Linked DNA regions of Oryctolagus cuniculus: region 1 is linked to region 2. A link is a contact called in public Hi-C data. All regions are on one chromosome and are shown on one strand. The core of a region is the stretch at or near the end of the contact, and the rest is flanking DNA. Distances in the headings are between cores, read along the strand shown.

Region 1 (4,760 bases), core at 1,380-3,879, 140 kb before region 2:
ATTCCTTAAATCACAAGTATATCTGATTATGGCTCTTCATATACTTTCACCTGCATATCAGCAAATAAAGATGTTTGTCAAGGTTTTCAACACGGTTGTCTTAAAATATGCAAAAAAGTGGGAAAGTATTGCCTTTTAAAGAGTAATTATTTTCCTTTTTTTTCATTTTTGAATCTCTGTACAGGAGAACAAAAAAGGAGAGGAGTCAGATAATTTTCATTAGGTTACTCTGTCTTATTCTAATTGGATTTGAAAAAAAAAAAACAGAAAAATACCCTCCTATGTACATACAAACATAGGCTGTTATAAAAATACAAGATAGAATTTTATGTTACCAAATATTCATAGCATAATCTCAAATAAAAAAGGAGTAAGGGTATTTCATGGCTATTAGATTTTTATTGTTTTTGTTCATATTTTGTTAATCTAAGTGTAATGTGCATGAACAAATTCAGCATTTCTATGAAATAACTGAGCTACCAATTATCAATGTTTTGCATAAATTATATTGCCCTTGATAATTTTTATCACGAATGAGAAATTTTGGTGAGTTAGCAAAATTTTATTAAATTAATAAGATATGATTTTTATGGAGTTTTCTGAAACAATAGAGCTGAACTGGAAAAAAAAAAAAGAAATGCATTGGAGAAGGCTGTAGTGAATCCAACAGAAACATAAAGCAATGTTCGGTGAATGTTCTTGTTTTAGCTATCATATGCAGGAAATAAATCCACACTGAATATCCTCATTAGAAAGGTTCAGGTCGGTAAAAGCAATGAATGGAACAGCACACAACAGAGTATTAAGGAATGACTTAGGCTCCCAGCGGATAGCCAACGCTTTCAACAAGAATCGTAGAAGCAATCTCTCCCTTCAACAGCCTCAGGTATTGGAGAGCACAGCGCTTCATCACAGCAATGCCAAGAAACGGAGGTTTGGCTCAAAGACCAACGAAGTTAATCACGAAGCCTGCCTTAACGTCTCTAGGAGTTTATTACATTCTTTAAGGCTCTCCTGCAAAACATACAAAATTGACAACCGGTGTACCACAGTGGGAAGTCTGGAGTCCTTAATGGAGTAATTGACAAGATATATGATGATGACGTTTTTACGCACTGTGTTATGACATAGGCAGAGTTATCACATAGACAATAATGGACTTCTTTCACTCTGGTTTTCTTACTCCTCATGCGGGGGAAGAAAATCTGCCTTAGAATCATTAGATATAAAATAAACAATAATGGACTTGACACTATGTGGTTGTCTTAGTTTGGAGTGGAAAGCTTTCTTCGGTTATATAAAATACCCTCTGGAGCTCCACTTCTCGATCCCATTACACCCCACTTCACCCCTCACTGGCTGCCAAATTCTCTTTGCCTAACATAAAACAAAGTAAGTTAAGTCTCGGCGGGGTGCCCTTTGTGAGGCCACTCAAAGCAGAAAAACAGACAAAGAGCAAGATAAAGATGCAGAGCATAAGGCAAACAAGGAAAAAAAAAAGAGGTAGATGGGGAGCAAGGACAAAAAAACACCGCTGGACTGAGCATCATAAAATCATACACACTTAAAATTTGGACCACCACCACCACCCGTCTTCGGAGAGGTCGCTTTCAGACGACTGGAAAATCCATTTCGAATTAATAAGGGCCTTTCTTCTTTCATTAGTTCCTCCTGGAACTAAGGCACTAAGGGCTAATTATTAAAAACAGGTACTTGGATAACGACAGGCTGCTTTCCCACACGCACAACGGCCACTTTTCTCATCTGGAGCTGGGCCCTCTGCGCCGCCGACGCGGCTTGGCAAGTCTGAGATGCTCAAGCAAACTTTCCCACCCTCGACCCGGCAGGTCCACGGCTACGAGGAAGGCCCAGGACCAGCGCCGTGGGATCTCTCACTGGGGTGGCCGGCGCGCGCCCAGCCCGGGCTTCCCCGGGACGGCGGAGGCGGAGCGCGCTCGGCTCGGCACCGCACGGCACCGCACACGTCGCAGCTCCCCCGGCCCGGCGCCTCGGCGCGCGGAGGGCCACCTGTGCCTGCTGCTGCCGCGACTTGACACACCTGAACGTGCCCTGCAGCGGCCAGTGCGGTTCAGGGACTGCGGGAGCCCGTGGGAGGGAGGCCTGTGCCCCCTCCCCGCGCCGACCCTTCCATTCCGAGCTGCACCTGGGAGAAGGGGCCGCCGGCACAATTAGCACAGGCGCTCTGCCCGCCCCGCTACCCACCGTGGCACAGCCGGGCAAACTGCCACCTGGTCGAACTCCCCCAACCCCCCCAGTGGTGGCCACAAGACCGGGTCTCGAGTCCCCAGGCAGGCACAAGAAGGGCTAAAGGGGGCTGCGCCGCCTGCGCGCGCGGAAATAGCGGCGGCCCGGGGCCTCCGCAGCCCAGCCCTGCCGACTCCCACTTTGGGGAGTTTCCTGCCTGCCTTGTATGGTGGGCTGCTCCCGGCCCCGTCTCTCCGCCCGCCCCCGGCCGCCTCCTCCAGCCTCGCCGGCCCAGGCCGCTCGGAGCCGTTCCCCTCCCACCACCTCCACCCCGGCCCCCACCCCGGCCCCTCCTCCGCGCCCGCGCCCGCCCCCGCCCCCGCCCGGGCAATCGCGGGAAATAAATCAGGGAGGAAGCGCGGCGAAGGGAGGGCGAGCGTGGTGTGTGCGCGCTCGGGCGCCGGCGGCACCGCCGAGGTCTGTTGGCAAAAGTCGCCCTTGATGGCGGCGGAGGCGAGGCAGCCGCGGCGCCGAACAGCCGACGCGCGCTAGCGGGGTCCGCCCGCCCCTTTCCCAGAGCCCAGCGCCGCCGTTCGCCGCCGCCGCCGCCCGCCCGCCCGCGCGCCGTTCGCCGCCGCCGCCGCCGCCGCCGCCCGCGGGTGGCAGCGCCGCTCGGTCCCCGGCCCCGGGGCCGGCTGGGGGGCGGTCGGGGCGTGTGAGGGGCTTGCTCCCAGCTCGCGAAGATGGCTGCGGGCCGCCCGCTGGCCTGGACGCTGACACTTTGGCAGGCGTGGCTGATCCTGATCGGGCCCTCGTCGGAGGAGCCGTTCCCTTCAGCCGTCACGTAAGTCGGCGCGGGGGAGGGGGTCCCGCGGCGCGGGGCTCGGCCGGCCGCCGGTGCGGGTGGGGAGCGAGCGGCGGGCGGAGCCGGGCTGGGTGGGCTCCGTGGGCGCTGGAATGCGCAGGGCCGGGGCCGTCGCGGGGGAACGAGCGCCCGCGACTCGGCGGCGGCCGTGCCTCACGGGTTCTGCCGGGGTCCCGGCGACTCGAGGAGTTCAGAGGTCCAGAGGGGACGCGGGCCGAGTTGTGTCTCGGCGGTGCGCGTTTTACCAGGAGCTGGTGGGGCAGGGCCCTTCCTTGGGGAAGCGCGCTCTGACGGCTGCGGTGTCCAGAGCCGCCCGGGGTCCGCACGCGGACCGGGCGCGCTCCACAGCTCCTGGCGCCCCGGAAGCCGCCCGCGCCCGGCCCCCGCAGGTGCCGGGACCACGCGCCCGGACCTCCTGTGGCTCGCGATCTCCGTCTCAGTGCCAGGCTCCCGCTCCCAGGACGGGTAGATCAGTTCACCCGAGCCTCCTGCTTTTTTTTTTCCTCCCTTTCCCTTCCCATTTGATTTTTTTAACATGTCTAAAATAACTTTGAAATAATAATAGTAATAATAATAAAAAAAATCCTGGCTGCTATTTTGGAAACAGACTGTGTAAAGGTAGCAGGAAAGGAATGGGAAATCTCAATACTCCCTTAGGATGCAGAAAAAAGCTGTGGACTTCAGTCAGTGGCACGCATCAGTGTATACATACATATGTATTTTTAAAACGCGCCAAATAGCCTACCGGGCAGGCTGGGGATGCATTGATTTTGGTTCTTGAAGCTACTTCCAAGCTTCTCGGAGTAGGTGATCTTAAGTGCATGAGTCACTCCTAATGCATTGCACATAACAAAATAAAACCCAAGCCCAAGGTAGCCTTCCCAGCGTTGAGGCCGCGGGGAGCTGTTTGCTGCGCGTTGTGGCCACAGCGCTGGAGTTTTGGGTGGGTGCTCACGGAGACTGGGTACCGGCTGACTCCCTGCAGCTGTGTCCGACCTGGGATTCAGGTTAAGGGGTGGTTACAGCAGGTGTCAGTGCAGGCATCCCCAGGCCGCACAAGGGCAGTGCCTGCTGTTTTTTTTTTTCCCCATTGATTTGGCAGGAATGTTGGATGATCTTTGTAGGTCCTTTTTGTTAGAAGCACAGGAGGTGACTGTCCTCTTCACTGGCTGAACGTTCCAGCCCGCTGTCTTAAACACACACAGAGGAAGAGGTGCCCTAAGGATGCTGCTACAATCGTTCACTCCTAGGAGGAAATCACTCTCGCATTTGTTGGATTTTTTTTTTTTTTTGAAGGCTTTTAGTAGGTGGGCCCAGAAAGTGGGAACGCAAATAGGCTTGTTTCGTGTCAAAGACAGAAACTGCGCTTGAGGAAGCAGTGCTATTCCAAACGTGTCCAGATTTCACCTTTTCGGAGTGTTGTTTTTAACTGGCAATTTGTCACCATTTCTGTCATTTGGAGGGCGTGCATGGTCACACCATCGGGAAAAAGGACGACTTTTCAAAAGAGAACAAAATGTAGCGTTTTATGTATGAACGTGCCGGGGTAAAATATTAATGTGGAAATTCCTATTGTGAGAAGGACATCCACCAGCAGTGCTTCCCTGAAATTCAAACGGCTCAACTTTCACGGTGAGCTGTTTACCAGGCATTGGGAAGAGACTAAATAGTGGGGGTCAGGACACCACAG
Region 2 (5,295 bases), core at 2,390-4,889:
AGGCAATGTGTATCATGAAAAAACTGTGCATGGGTATCAGACATTGGTTTTTGAACCCCCTTATGTTTCATCTCTCTCTCTCTCTCTCTCTCTCTTCTTTTTTTTTTTTTTTTTTTTTACAGAATAGCTAACTTGTGTCCACAGAAGCATTCAGATCTGAATATGCTAGTTAATAGTGTTTTGCAGTACATAGCAAAGAAAAGTGATAATCCAAAGCTACTTTTTTCTATTCACATAAAAGGCATCTAAAAACAGAGTTTCATGGCATTGCAACAAGTTGAAGACAGTCCAAGCCAATAATGTTTGCTAACATGAAACACCATTTGGCCATTGTTGGAGTTGGACTTTGAAGTGGTGTCCAGATTCCTGTATTTTCACTGGACTTTTCAATCTGTTGGTGTTTGGTTTTCCCTTTTCTCCTTTGACCTCTTGTTTGTCTCCCTCAGAATCACAAACTCTAAACTGTCCTCTATGAATTCATGTCCTGATCTTTCCCCAGGAGCATGAAATTAGACATCATTTGTGAGATGCCCAATACCATTGTGCCTTTTGTACACACACAGGAGTTTTTTGGAATCTGTTCCTCATAATTTTGCAGCTCCTGTAAAATCAAGACTGTCTTTGCAAACTTAGGTTGCAAAAACCTAAGTCTCTGGATACAGCTTACTGGTAGCTTGATAGAAAGCTCTGCTAAATGAACTAAAGCACCATCAAATCATGAATTTTGAAGGAATTTTGAAAATTCATTTGTCTAGCTTTATCCTCAGAAAAAGGAATTTCCAGGGATTTCCAGGGACTGGTACTTTTTAGTGCAGTTGCTTAAGCCACTGCTTGCAATGCCGGCGCCCCCTTTGAGTACCAGCGGATTGGAATCCCAGCTGCTCCACTTCCATTCCAAGTCCCTGGTAACATGCCTGGGAAAGCTGCAGAAGACGGTCCAAATGCTTGGGCCCCTGTCATGCACGTGGGAGACCAGGGTAGAGTTCCAGGATCCTGACTTCAACTTGACCCAACTCTGGCTGTTGGAACATTCTCTCTCTCTCTCTCTGTCACTCTGACTTTCAAAAAAATTAAATCTTAACAAAAAAGAAGAGAGGATTTTCTAAACCATCAGACAGAGAATTGGCTTTCTTTTCCCTAATGTTATTAGTGATTCAACTTCCGCAATTTATTGTACAATTATTATTACCTAACTTGACTTTTAAGAAATTACCTGTCACATCCATATCTTTGTCTAACTTATGCCTATTTTATTTTCTGTACACTGTATGTATTGACAGTTGATTGACATTCAGCTTAGAATATCTCACTTAGTGTGCATGTATGCGTGTTTGTGTGTTGTGGAGGTGGGGATTGTAGGAGTGGTATGAGTTGTCATCTCATCATAGTACAGTATTCTTGGCAAATCATGATGCCTGTCAGTTGCTAAGCCATCATTATTGCCAGACATTGAGTTAAATGCTTTACACATGTTATCAAATTTAATCTTAAGGATAACCTTAGGAGATAGATACATAACTGTGTCTGAAAAATCAGATACCATCTGCCTTTGATCTGTGTAATTTGTTGAATAATGAAAGCCTAGGCCATCTAACGCTGAGGTGTCAGGTAGGAGAAGTTTTAAACCTACTTATTTCTGACTTCTGTCAGGGCTTTTCAGTAAGAGCTGCAGATTGTTTATTTGGTGTAGAGGTTAAGACACCACTTGGGATGCTTGTATCCAAGCTGGAGTGCCCGGGTTTGAGTTCCTCCTTCACTCCTGATTCAGCTTCCTGCTAACACATAACTTTGTCACTGGAGGTGACAGCTCAAGTAGCTGGGTCTCTGCTGCCGACATGGGAGACCCAGATCTTCTTTTTCTTTCTTTTTTTTTTTTTTTTTAATTTATTTATTTGAAAGGCAGAGTTAAAGAGACAGACAGAGGAAGAAGCAGTAAGAAAGAGAGAAAGAGACATGTTCCATTTGCTGGTTCACTTCCCAGATGACTGCAATGGCCATGGCTGGGCCAGACCGAAGCCAGGAAGGAGTCTGGAACTCCATCTCGGGGAGACATGGATTGAGTTCTTAGATTCTGTGTCCCGGCATTGGCCTAGCTCGGCCCTGGCTGTTGTCGGCATTTGAGGAGTGAATCGGCGAATGGGAGCTGACTCCGTCTGTCTGTCTGTCTCTTAATATCTCTCACATACATAGTAAATTTAAAAAAAAAGTGTGCTGTAGTTCTATGACCTAATGAGCCCTGATTTTTTTTTTCAATTTTTGTACGCATATTTTTTTCATTTTTCATTTTGTACTGTCTTTTGGAAATTATTAACATTTATTCTCTATCTTAAAGCACAGAGGCCAGAATCAAATGTTTAAATGTAGTAAAATACTATGGCAAGGCATATTATAACTGAAAATTAATCATTTTTCATTAGAATATGATCCAGCTATAGCAGAAGCTACTTTCATGGCTCATATGTGAGACGATAATATATATTCGGTGATTCTGGTATATTATACGTGTATGAATATAACTATGCAAGTATAGCCTTATTGTCAATAATTTAAAATATAAAAATCTAGTATAAGATGAAGTTTAAGAGTCAACCATCCAGAGAAAAGCTACCTTTTAAAGTTTAGTGACTACCTTTTAGTACCTGTATGTGTGTAATTACCAGTATTTTGTAACAATTTTTGTGTGATTGGACATTAATTAACACGGTCTTTTAAATAGCTTTGTAGTATTCCCTTATATGAGAATATCACTATTTAGCCAGTCTTCTATTGGTAGAAATTTAGTTTACTTATAGGAACTAATGCTGTTCAGAGCACATCTTTACATATATGTAGAAAGATTTTTAATTACCTTATTTAAAAAATTCTTAGAACAGGAGTGCTTAAGTCTAAAGGATTTGGGGGGCTGGCACTGTGGCACAGAGGGTTAAGCTGCCACCTGTAATGCTAGCATCCCATATTGAAGCATTGGTTTCAGTCCCAGCAACTCTACTGCTGATCCAAATACCTGCTAATGCACTTGGGAGGCAGCAGATGATGTTCCAATTGCTTGGACTCCTGCCAACCATGTGGAAGACCCAGATGGAGTTCCTGGCTCCTGGCTTCAGACCAAACTAGCTCTGGTAATTTGCGGCCATGTGGGAGAGTGAATCAGCAGGTGGAAGATTCTCTCTCTCTCTGCTGTTCAAATAAATAGAGTCAATATTAAAAAAGGATTTTGAACATTATACTTTTCTTTTAAGGAAATAAAAGTCTTTATTCCTTCTGTTCTTTGCTTCTCTCTCTCTTTTTCATTTATTTGTTAGAAAGAGGGTTTCTGACAGACTTGGAGGGGAGTGACTGCTTCCATGTTTGCCCAGTGTCTTAGGGTAAATATATTTATGTATGTAGGACTTGATTTTAAACGATATACTCTTAATTATTATAATAATGTCAAAAACTCACGCTCTTCTCTGCAGATCAGTGCCTTTGCTGTTGGCAATGTAAGCAGTTCGGAATTAAGAGGCTGGTTGGGCAAACATCTGTCTTCCAGATTTATCTGTCAGAAAGCTCAGCCTTGGAGTTGCAGTTGCTGAGTACCAATACAGCTCGCACGCTCTGCCCTGTGTGTGTGATCCCAGCCGTGGGCACTGGGCCAGCTGGCCGCGCCGAGCACATGTGGGCCTGAGGCTCCAGGGCACCTGACACTGACAAGACCCAGTGTGGCTTGACAGCCCAGGCATTAGTTACAAAAGACTGTCTGCTTCTTCCCTGGCTGATTTGTTCACTTCATGTCCCAGCTCTCATTACTCCCCAATTACATCTTCTCCTGTAATTGTTGGTCTGTTGTGAACCAGTCGGCCCTGATTGTTTACGCTGTCGTTTCTGACTAATTCTAGACCTGTGCTGCAGAGGGCCAGTCACAAATAGTAATGACCCATTTTCTACCCGAGAGTTTACAGAGAATTTGGTACCCCCTATATCTTGTTGCCTGTGCAGTTTTCCCTCAACACAACAACAGAATGTGGCCTGTTACATAAGAGAATAATTAACTAATTCATGCAGGATGATATTTATATACTCAGAACTTTTCCTTAAAATATGGACATTCCCATAACCATTGTTGTTTGTGGCTCATAGCAATGAGTTTGACTCCTACCTAAGTCTTTGTTTTCATTAAATGACTGCTCCCATCAACTTTTCCCCTCCCAGATAGGAATTTGTAAACTGGAGATCGGAATAGACAAATACAGTATGTAACTTCAGCTGTCTTCATCAGTAACTATATTTTGGCTCATTAGTTGTATCCACTGAAATGAAATTAACCCTCAAGCTTTCTCAGTAGGGAGAGAAACCAAAAATGTTTTTAAAATCTCAAATATCTTATAATAGCAGTGATTTACCAAGTGTTTTCCATATAGAAGACACTGGACTAAGGACTCTATTGGTGTTGACTTATTTAATCCTTACAAAATATTTCCACACTTGGCATTACCATTGTCTCCATTCTATAGAGATCTTTTGTGCAGGGATTTGTGCAGAGATTTTTTTAATTCCCAAGCTTGATGACATCGTTTCTTCCTACACTGCCTTGCACTGGTGTGTATCAAGACCTACTACTGAGTTCTCTATGCTTACTGCATTTAATTCTTCTGTCTTCCCTTCTCCCACCTCTTTTCTTGATTCTTCCTCTTCCTCCTCCTCCTCTTCCCCTTCTCCTTGAATAAATATGATGAGTAAGCACAGAATTAAGAAGATTTAAGCATATTACCCAGGGTCAGGCAGTAATAGGTTGCTATTTTTGTTTCACAATAAGATTACGTATTGTCATGTCTTATTTTACATGAGAAACACTGTGTAAAAGAGCCTGTAATGGCAGCTTAATTTAATTGCAGTGTATGTGTTATGGGGAGAGCTTGAGCGAAAATTAATATTTTGGAGTCCTTGCTGTTTGTTTAGATAAGAATAAAAAAAACCAGCTCAAATGTAGCAGGCAACATGGTAAGATTTGAGATTTATTTAGAGAGTGAGAGAAATGCACAGGAATGTGAGGGCTTTATTAAACGGGAGGGTGGGTCCGAAAGATTAAATGAGAAGCTCCGTACCAAAAGCTTGAGGGCCAGCCAGGGGCCACATACGGGAGTCTGCAAGCCAGAGGCACATGGGGGTGCCATGTAGGCAGGAGAAGGGGCAGGAGTGGTGGCAAAAAACAGTGCACTCAGTGTGCCCCAGACCTCTTATTCACTTTCCGAAAGGGGAGTGGTTACATGGTCTGATTGGCAGGTGGATGGATACAGGTGAGATGCGGTATGGAGCAAG

What was found. Hi-C and Micro-C count contacts between places; a contact is called where the count stands out from the background.
Region 1: a contact with region 2 is called in a Hi-C map of an unstated tissue, with 1.9 times the contacts expected there. The contact joins the promoter of CACNA2D1 here to the enhancer-like site in region 2. A contact is called at or near these places in 2 of 6 Hi-C or Micro-C datasets (psoas muscle and an unstated tissue).

What each region holds. Positions count from the first base shown.
Region 1 is chr3:147,306,142-147,310,901 of mOryCun1.1, reverse strand. It overlaps CACNA2D1 (calcium voltage-gated channel auxiliary subunit alpha2delta 1), which reads left to right and starts at 2,629. Exons shown (of 39, transcript NM_001082276.1): 1 at 2,629-3,049. The coding sequence starts at 2,949.
Region 2 is chr3:147,170,720-147,176,014 of mOryCun1.1, reverse strand. All of the region lies in intron 3 of CACNA2D1 (calcium voltage-gated channel auxiliary subunit alpha2delta 1), which reads left to right. Among named protein-coding and RNA genes, the nearest start is that of CACNA2D1, 130 kb to the left of the region's middle. Within about 2 kb of position 3,639, at least 1 of the 8 cell types and tissues checked has an H3K27ac peak or open chromatin away from gene starts, as enhancers often do.